Linked DNA regions of Pan troglodytes: region 1 is linked to region 2. The links are chromatin contacts, called in public Hi-C maps. All regions are on one chromosome and are shown on one strand. Each heading gives the region's core, a stretch centred on a gene start, on an enhancer-like site or on the middle of the called end of the contact. The rest is flanking DNA. Distances are from core to core; before and after follow the strand shown.

Region 1 (3,376 bases), core at 842-3,341, 140 kb before region 2:
CAAATGAACCACGTGCGAGCTCACCTGGGGACTGTGTGTCTCGCAGTCCATGGCCTGCACGGCAGCCGTGAAGTGCCCGCCACTGTGCCGATGCTGGTGCGTCGGATCCGACCGGGCTCTCCCACTGTTGCTTGTCCCCGATGAGCCACCTGAAATATCACAACACAAAACAATACAACTGTGAGTTTAAAATTCATTTTGTTCAAATTTATACTCTGAAGCTATACCATTAAAACTGAAAGTACTCACACACACACATACAAAATCTCTAATATTAACTTGAAAGTATATCACAAAGTCTTCATATTCTCTGACTAAAACCAGGTTCTCTCTCGTCCACCACTGAACTAAAATACAATGAAGTCTGGTTAAGGCAGGGGAAAACTCAAGCAATGTGGACAAAAATTCCATTTAAGAAGTAATTTAAAATGCTGGTTAGTAAATAGATTTCCAACTGCCAAGCAGATTTTATTACATGTGTAACTAAATATTGGAGCTTTGGGGGAGATGAATTTACTACTAACTACAAAGAACAGATTTAAGTAAAGTAACTGCTCCCCACTCTGTTAACAAATTTAATCAACACTTTAAAATAATCCCACTTTTTCATAAAGAAAACACAAAACATTCCCAAGCCTAATCTAACCGCAGCAGCACAGACCTGAGCTTGACGATGTACTGGAGGTGGTGCCCGAAGACTGAGACTGCTCCATGGCGGGGCTTGTAGATACACTATTACTTGTATTTGTACCTTCATCAGCTGTTTTCTTGAAGAAACTGTGCTGCAGAGCATAATAAGGTTGAATTCGAGTTTTGGGGTCATAATCAAGCATCCTTAAAATGAGGTCTTTGAACTTCAAGTAGTCAGCGACCGTATGACCTGACTCCCCAGCACGTCGCCCACCAGGTCCTCCTGTTTCCACTCCAAGAATGTTATGAAGTTTACGGGTTCCTGGTGGTTTGTACTCCTGTGAGAGAGAAGATGAAAGGCTTTCTCTAAATTTGGTGGAATACGTAAACACTCACATAATTTAATTTCAAATATGTTTAAATATATATGTTGAGGCCTTTATTAAAAAGGACACTTCATAGTTAAATCCTCTGCCTTTTCACACATTACTATCCCAAATGCATGGTGGTTACAGCTCAACATTAATTCTGAGACCAAAAATGGCTACAAAGATCATTTAGCCCAGGGGTCAGTAAACTATGGCCTGATGCAGAGCCTGGTTTTCTACAGCTCCAGCTACAAACGGTTTTTCTGTTTTCAAAGGTTGTAAAAACAAGCAACCAAAAACAAAAAATATGCAGCAGAGGTCCACAAGGCTAAAAGCATTTTCTCTCGTCTTTTACAGAGAGCACGCATGCCCCTGCTCACCCTGGCTGGGAGCCTCTTTCCTACCTAACTGTGCACCCGCAGCACCTGTTACACTTCCTTCAGCAACAGCAGCCCAAGAAAGCTATGGCAATGACACCAAGGATGTTCTACATAAAAAGGCACTGGCCTAACCCTACCTGCTCATGGTAGGAGAAAATTATGTATGCTTCCCTTTAGAAAATCTATGTAATAATAAACTAACGTGTGTTGAGATTTCCTGAAAACTCATTTTTGACAGATAATACTATAACCCTTAAAACCTCTATAAATATTGAATTTATTAAGAATAGCATCACCAGACTTTGACTTCTGTTACAATGCAGAAATGTGTGAGATGATTGTTCCTCCTCTAATAAGTCATAAAATCACTGCCTTTTAAAGACCCATCAGAGAGCTGTATGAGGATCCAAAGTTGGAACAAAAATCTCCTGAATTCTACAAAATGAAAAGCCTCTCCTGGAAGAGACCTGCAGTGGGAGAAGGCGCAAGTATGCCACAGATGAGCGAGAAGACTCCAGCCCAAGTCTGAACCAACTTCTGATGGCCAGGAGTGGACAGACAGAAGGATGGGGCAGTACAGCAGGAGGAAGGCGATCTCCCAGGCACAGAGAGTTAGGAGTGGGGCTGCTGACTGGGCAGTAATGTATAGAGACCACTAGATTTTCCCTGGTTCTAAAGACACAAACACTGCTGAAGGGAATGTCCTGATCCCAGCTCAAAACATATGAAAACAGTGGGGAGTAGAATCTAAGTCAAACAAGCAAAGCCCAGAGTCAGCTAAGCTACAAAAGAGATCAACTCAGCCCCACATGAGGGGCCTGACAGAGTTAAGAGGCCTCTTTCTGAGGGAAAATATGACTCACTTCCATCTTTAACTGTTCTTAAGCAAAGAAAATTTGTCACACATTTAAAAATTACAAACATTTTTTAAAAATGACGTCCACAATCACATGAAAAGAAAAAAACCCAATAGAAGATACACATAAATAAATGGTGCAGATGTTGAAAATAGCAGACTGGAACTTTAAAATAATTATGATAAATTACTTCTGATAAATTATGATAAATAAACAATTTAGTTCAAAAGTGGACAACATATGAATAGATATAGAATTTCAGAAGAGAAAAACTATATTTAAAACAAAATAGAAATGCTAGAACTAAAAAATATAGGCTGGGCTCATGTCTCTACACTCAGGTTGAGGTGGGAAGACTGCTTGAGTCCAGGAGTTCAAGACCAGCCAAGGCAACATAGCCAGACCCCATTCCTACAAAAAATTTTAATAGCTGGGTATGGTGGTTGCACCACTCCTGCAGTCCGAGCTTCTTGGGAGGCTGAGGTAGAAGAACTGCTTGAGCCAAGGAAGTCAAGGCTGTAATCAGCCATGATCACACCACTGCACTCTAGCCTGGGTGACAGAGTGAGAACCTGTCTCAAAAATAACAATAACATCACATGAATCCACTTAATGGATTCAACAGCAGACTGGACTCAGCACAAGGAAAAAAAAGAAATCAGTGAATGAGAAGATAGGAAAAGAAATTATCCAAATTAAAAACACAAACAGAATGAATAAACCAGACAGAGACCTCTGGGATAATATTCAGCACTGTAACATACACATCACTGGAGAACTAGAAGAAAGATGAAAGCAGAACAAATATTTGGCAAGACTGTATCTGAGGATTTTCAAAAACTGATGATAGAGATCAACCCACAGATCCAAGAAACTCAGTGAACTCCCAGGAGAAAAAATACAAAGAAAATCATACCTAGGTAAATAGTCAAACTGCGGAAATCAAACAAAGAGAAAACATTAAAATCAGCCAGAGGGAAGAGGGGGAAAATATTATATGCAGGGGAACAATGCTAAGAATAACCACTGACTTCTCTACAGAAACAGTGTAATCCAGAAAAAAAGTCAATACATCTTTAAGCAATATTGTAACATCTTTTTCTTTCGCTGAAAGAAGTTAATCTATAATTCTATATTCACT
Region 2 (3,147 bases), core at 447-2,946:
CGGGAGGCCGCGGCCTCCGCTCCCACCCTCCGCAACTTTCCCTCCGCTCGCGCCCGCCGCTCCTCCGGGACCCGGCCTGAGGCTCCCTCCCCCGGCGGCCGGCCCTGGGCCCGCGGCGCCTCCTCCTAAAATGGCAGGTCCCTCCCTCCGCCCGGCCGGCCTCGGCTCGGGCCCGGCTGCGGGCCGCCGGGGGAGCCGAGCGCCAGGCCGGGCGGGGCCGCGGCCGGGCCGGACACTCACCGGGACGATGGCGGGGCGCTCGCGCCGCTTCCTCCGGTGAGTCTCAGCCTCGGGCTCCCGCGCCGCGCTCCCGCTCCCGCCGCGGCCTCCGCAGCCAGCGCCGCCCCGGCAGCCTCTCTCCGCCCCCGGCGCTCCGGCTCCTGGCCGCGCCGCAGCCTGCTCAGTCTCTCCTCGGCTCGCGGTTCCAGCGGCGCCCGGGGCCGGGGAGGCGACAGCCCCCTCCCCGGCAAATACCGCAGTCCCCGGGCCCCGATTCCAGGCGGCGGGGCCGCACGGCCCGGCCCGGCGCAGAGGGCGGCGTCGGCGAAGCCGGGCGCCGAGCGGCGGCTGCTGCCGGCGGCTTCTTCCCGAGGAGGATTTTGTAAATCTCACAAAATGGCGCGCGCTCCGAACCTGCGCAGCGAGAAGCGCCGGGGCCCGGGCGGCGGCGGCGGCTCCTCCGCCAGGAGAGCCCGAACCGCCCGCCCCCGAGTCCCCGCACAGACAGACAGACACTCGCACACACCCGCACACTCGCGCGCACACTCGCCCTCGCACACGCTCCCTCGCACACACACTCGCACTCACACCGGTCCCGCCCGCTCGCCGGCGGCGGCAGCGGCACCAACAGCAGCAGCAGGAACAGCAGCAGCAGAAGCGGCGGCGGCGGCGCCCGCACCCCCCGCTCGGGGTGTCCGCTCCCTGAGGCCGACCTGGGCCGCGATCAGCAGCAGCGACAGCAGCAGTCTCCCCGGATACCCCCGCCGCGGTTGCCGCCGCCACCCCCGCCTCACTCCAATGGGGCTTTTTATTATTATTCGGGCGGGAAGCGAAAGGGTTTAAAAAAAAACCAACCAACAAAATGGCGACGGACCGACCCGGTCGCTATAGCAACTGTCAATCAAAACGCAAAACCCCGGCTGACGTGCTGACGTCCTCCTCCCGCCCCCCGGCACCGAGCCGGCGGGCGGGGCCTGTTGCTCAGGTAACGGCAGATTCCGTTCCCTCCTTTCCGTCTCCCCCTCTGTCCCCAGCCAACCACCCAACCCCCTCAGGTCACGTGAAGGATAAATTCGGAGCTCGGGTCCGCTACGAGTGTCAGAGGAGGGCGCGTGATTCGCCCGGGGGAGGGGAGAGGAGGGGGACGGCTAGGCCGAGGGAGGGTAGGGGCTGGGGAAGGGGGGGCGAGGCGGCGGCCAGGCCTGTGCGCGAGCGCCGGGCCGCCTCGCCCCGCCCCGCGCCCGCGCCGACTGCGGCCCGGGGAGCGCGCGCGGCCTCCCGCGCCGCCGCCCCCGCAGCCCTAGCGCCCCGCGCTTCCGCGTCGGCGACCGCAGCCCCGCCCGCGCCGGGGGGAGGGGCGGGCTGCCCCGGGCGGGGGAGGGGGAGGGGCGCCGCGGCCTTCGGGCGGGGACCCGGGAAGCCCACCCCGCGCGCCCGGGCCTGGAGGGCTCTCACCGCGGTCCGGGCGCAGCGCTCGCCTCTCTCCCCGGGAAGCGCGCCGGCCGCGACCGTCCGCGCGTGGAGCCGGTTCTTCGAAGGGCTGGCGGGCCTCCTAGCCGGAAAATGCCGGCGGAGGCCGTGGTGGGGGCGGGGAGGAGCCACCGCCGCGCCCCAGACATCGCAGGAATTCCGGACGCTGCGCCGGGCCCGGCGGCCCTGAGGCTGGCACCCGGCTCCGGTCGGGCCGCCCAGGTTTTGTGGCGCCCGAGACCAGCGTTGGGAAATTAGGCTGGAGCCATCATGAAAACTTTTTCAGGCTGTGCACGCTCGCCCGTGCCTGCCCATCTGCTTCCAACCCCTCCCCACCTTTCTGGGCGCAGCCTGCCTGCTCCATCGGAATGCCCCTTAGATGAATCCCCTTGTGCTGTTACTGTGTCCTTGTCGTCCAGCTCTCTGGTTTTCTTTTCTGTACACCTTCTCGGTTTCCAGAGTCTTAATTCGCCTGCTTGTCCTTAACCATCAAAACTCTTTATTAATATCCTGGCTTTCGCTGATTTTTATTCTTACCCCTTCTCCCCAGCTGTGTATTGCTGGGTGAAAACCCAAGTATGCTGTGCTGGCTGCGTTGTAATCGGTAGAGAGCCACCAGCTAAAAATTGTATTTTGTACCAACTCTAATGGCATTTAATAAATGTATACCTAAAAAGAGTGTGTGTGTATATATATACTATTTTACAGCAGAGTCACTAATTGATTTCTAAGCTTGATTTTGCCACCTTGTGATAGTGTTCATAACCAATTTTTTTCATAAACTTCACAAATGTGACAACAGATAAAATCTTATAAACAATATTAGATGTAAAAAACTCGCAGTAAATGCCGCTGTCTATGCTACATGACTCAAATACACCTGCTTTAAATGATTTCCAGCAAAAATGTCCTTGCTACAGTTACTAGGACATTGATATACTAAGGTAACCATTCAGATTAGCACAGACTTTGAAAGAAATCCGACTAAACCGAAAATAAATTAGTCAAAAAGTAATTACTAAGGTAACCATTCAGATTAGCACAGACTTGGAAGAAACCTGACTAAACCGAAAATAAATTGGTCAAAAAGTGGTCGGGCAAATAGCTTGCTTTCAGGCTCATCTCCATGATATAAAAAAGTTGCCGTAGCTGGCAAAAGTTCTTTCGGATTATTGTTTCAAAATTGCCCTGCTAGTGTGATTAAGGTCCACGGTCAACTTAATTGTTTTGAAGAAAGAGGAAGTGGCCCAGAGCGCCCCTTATTCAGAGGAGAGGTCCCTACCTGGTTCCTCCCAAGCTCAAGCTTCCACCTATACAACCAACTTCTTCCTCTCTGCTTGTGGGTCTCCTTCCTGCCCCCACCCCATCCCAGCCCATTCACCAAGCTTTCGCTTCTATCAGAGCACGTCAGCATTTGCAACCTTTAATACTAAATTAAATTTGACTCAAATTTTTATT

The links. A called contact is a pair of places that touch in the nucleus more often than the background predicts.
Region 1: a contact with region 2 is called in a Hi-C map of stem cell-derived neural progenitor cells, with 2.2 times the contacts expected there. The contact joins the enhancer-like site here to the promoter of DYRK1A in region 2. A contact is called at or near these places in 1 of 7 Hi-C or Micro-C datasets (stem cell-derived neural progenitor cells) and 1 of 1 datasets of contacts at active chromatin or transcription factors (stem cell-derived excitatory neurons).

What each region holds. Positions count from the first base shown.
Region 1 is chr22:38,206,091-38,209,466 of NHGRI_mPanTro3-v2.0_pri, reverse strand. DYRK1A (dual specificity tyrosine phosphorylation regulated kinase 1A) reads right to left here. Exons shown (of 12, transcript XM_009424841.5): 10 at 662-968; 11 at 25-149. Among named protein-coding and RNA genes, the nearest start is that of DYRK1A, 140 kb to the right of the region's middle. Within about 2 kb of position 2,091, at least 2 of the 24 cell types and tissues checked have an H3K27ac peak or open chromatin away from gene starts, as enhancers often do. A contact at or near this core is called in stem cell-derived neural progenitor cells, where this site is marked.
Region 2 is chr22:38,067,736-38,070,882 of NHGRI_mPanTro3-v2.0_pri, reverse strand. DYRK1A (dual specificity tyrosine phosphorylation regulated kinase 1A) reads right to left here and starts at 1,696. Exons shown (of 12, transcript XM_009424841.5): 1 at 1,675-1,696.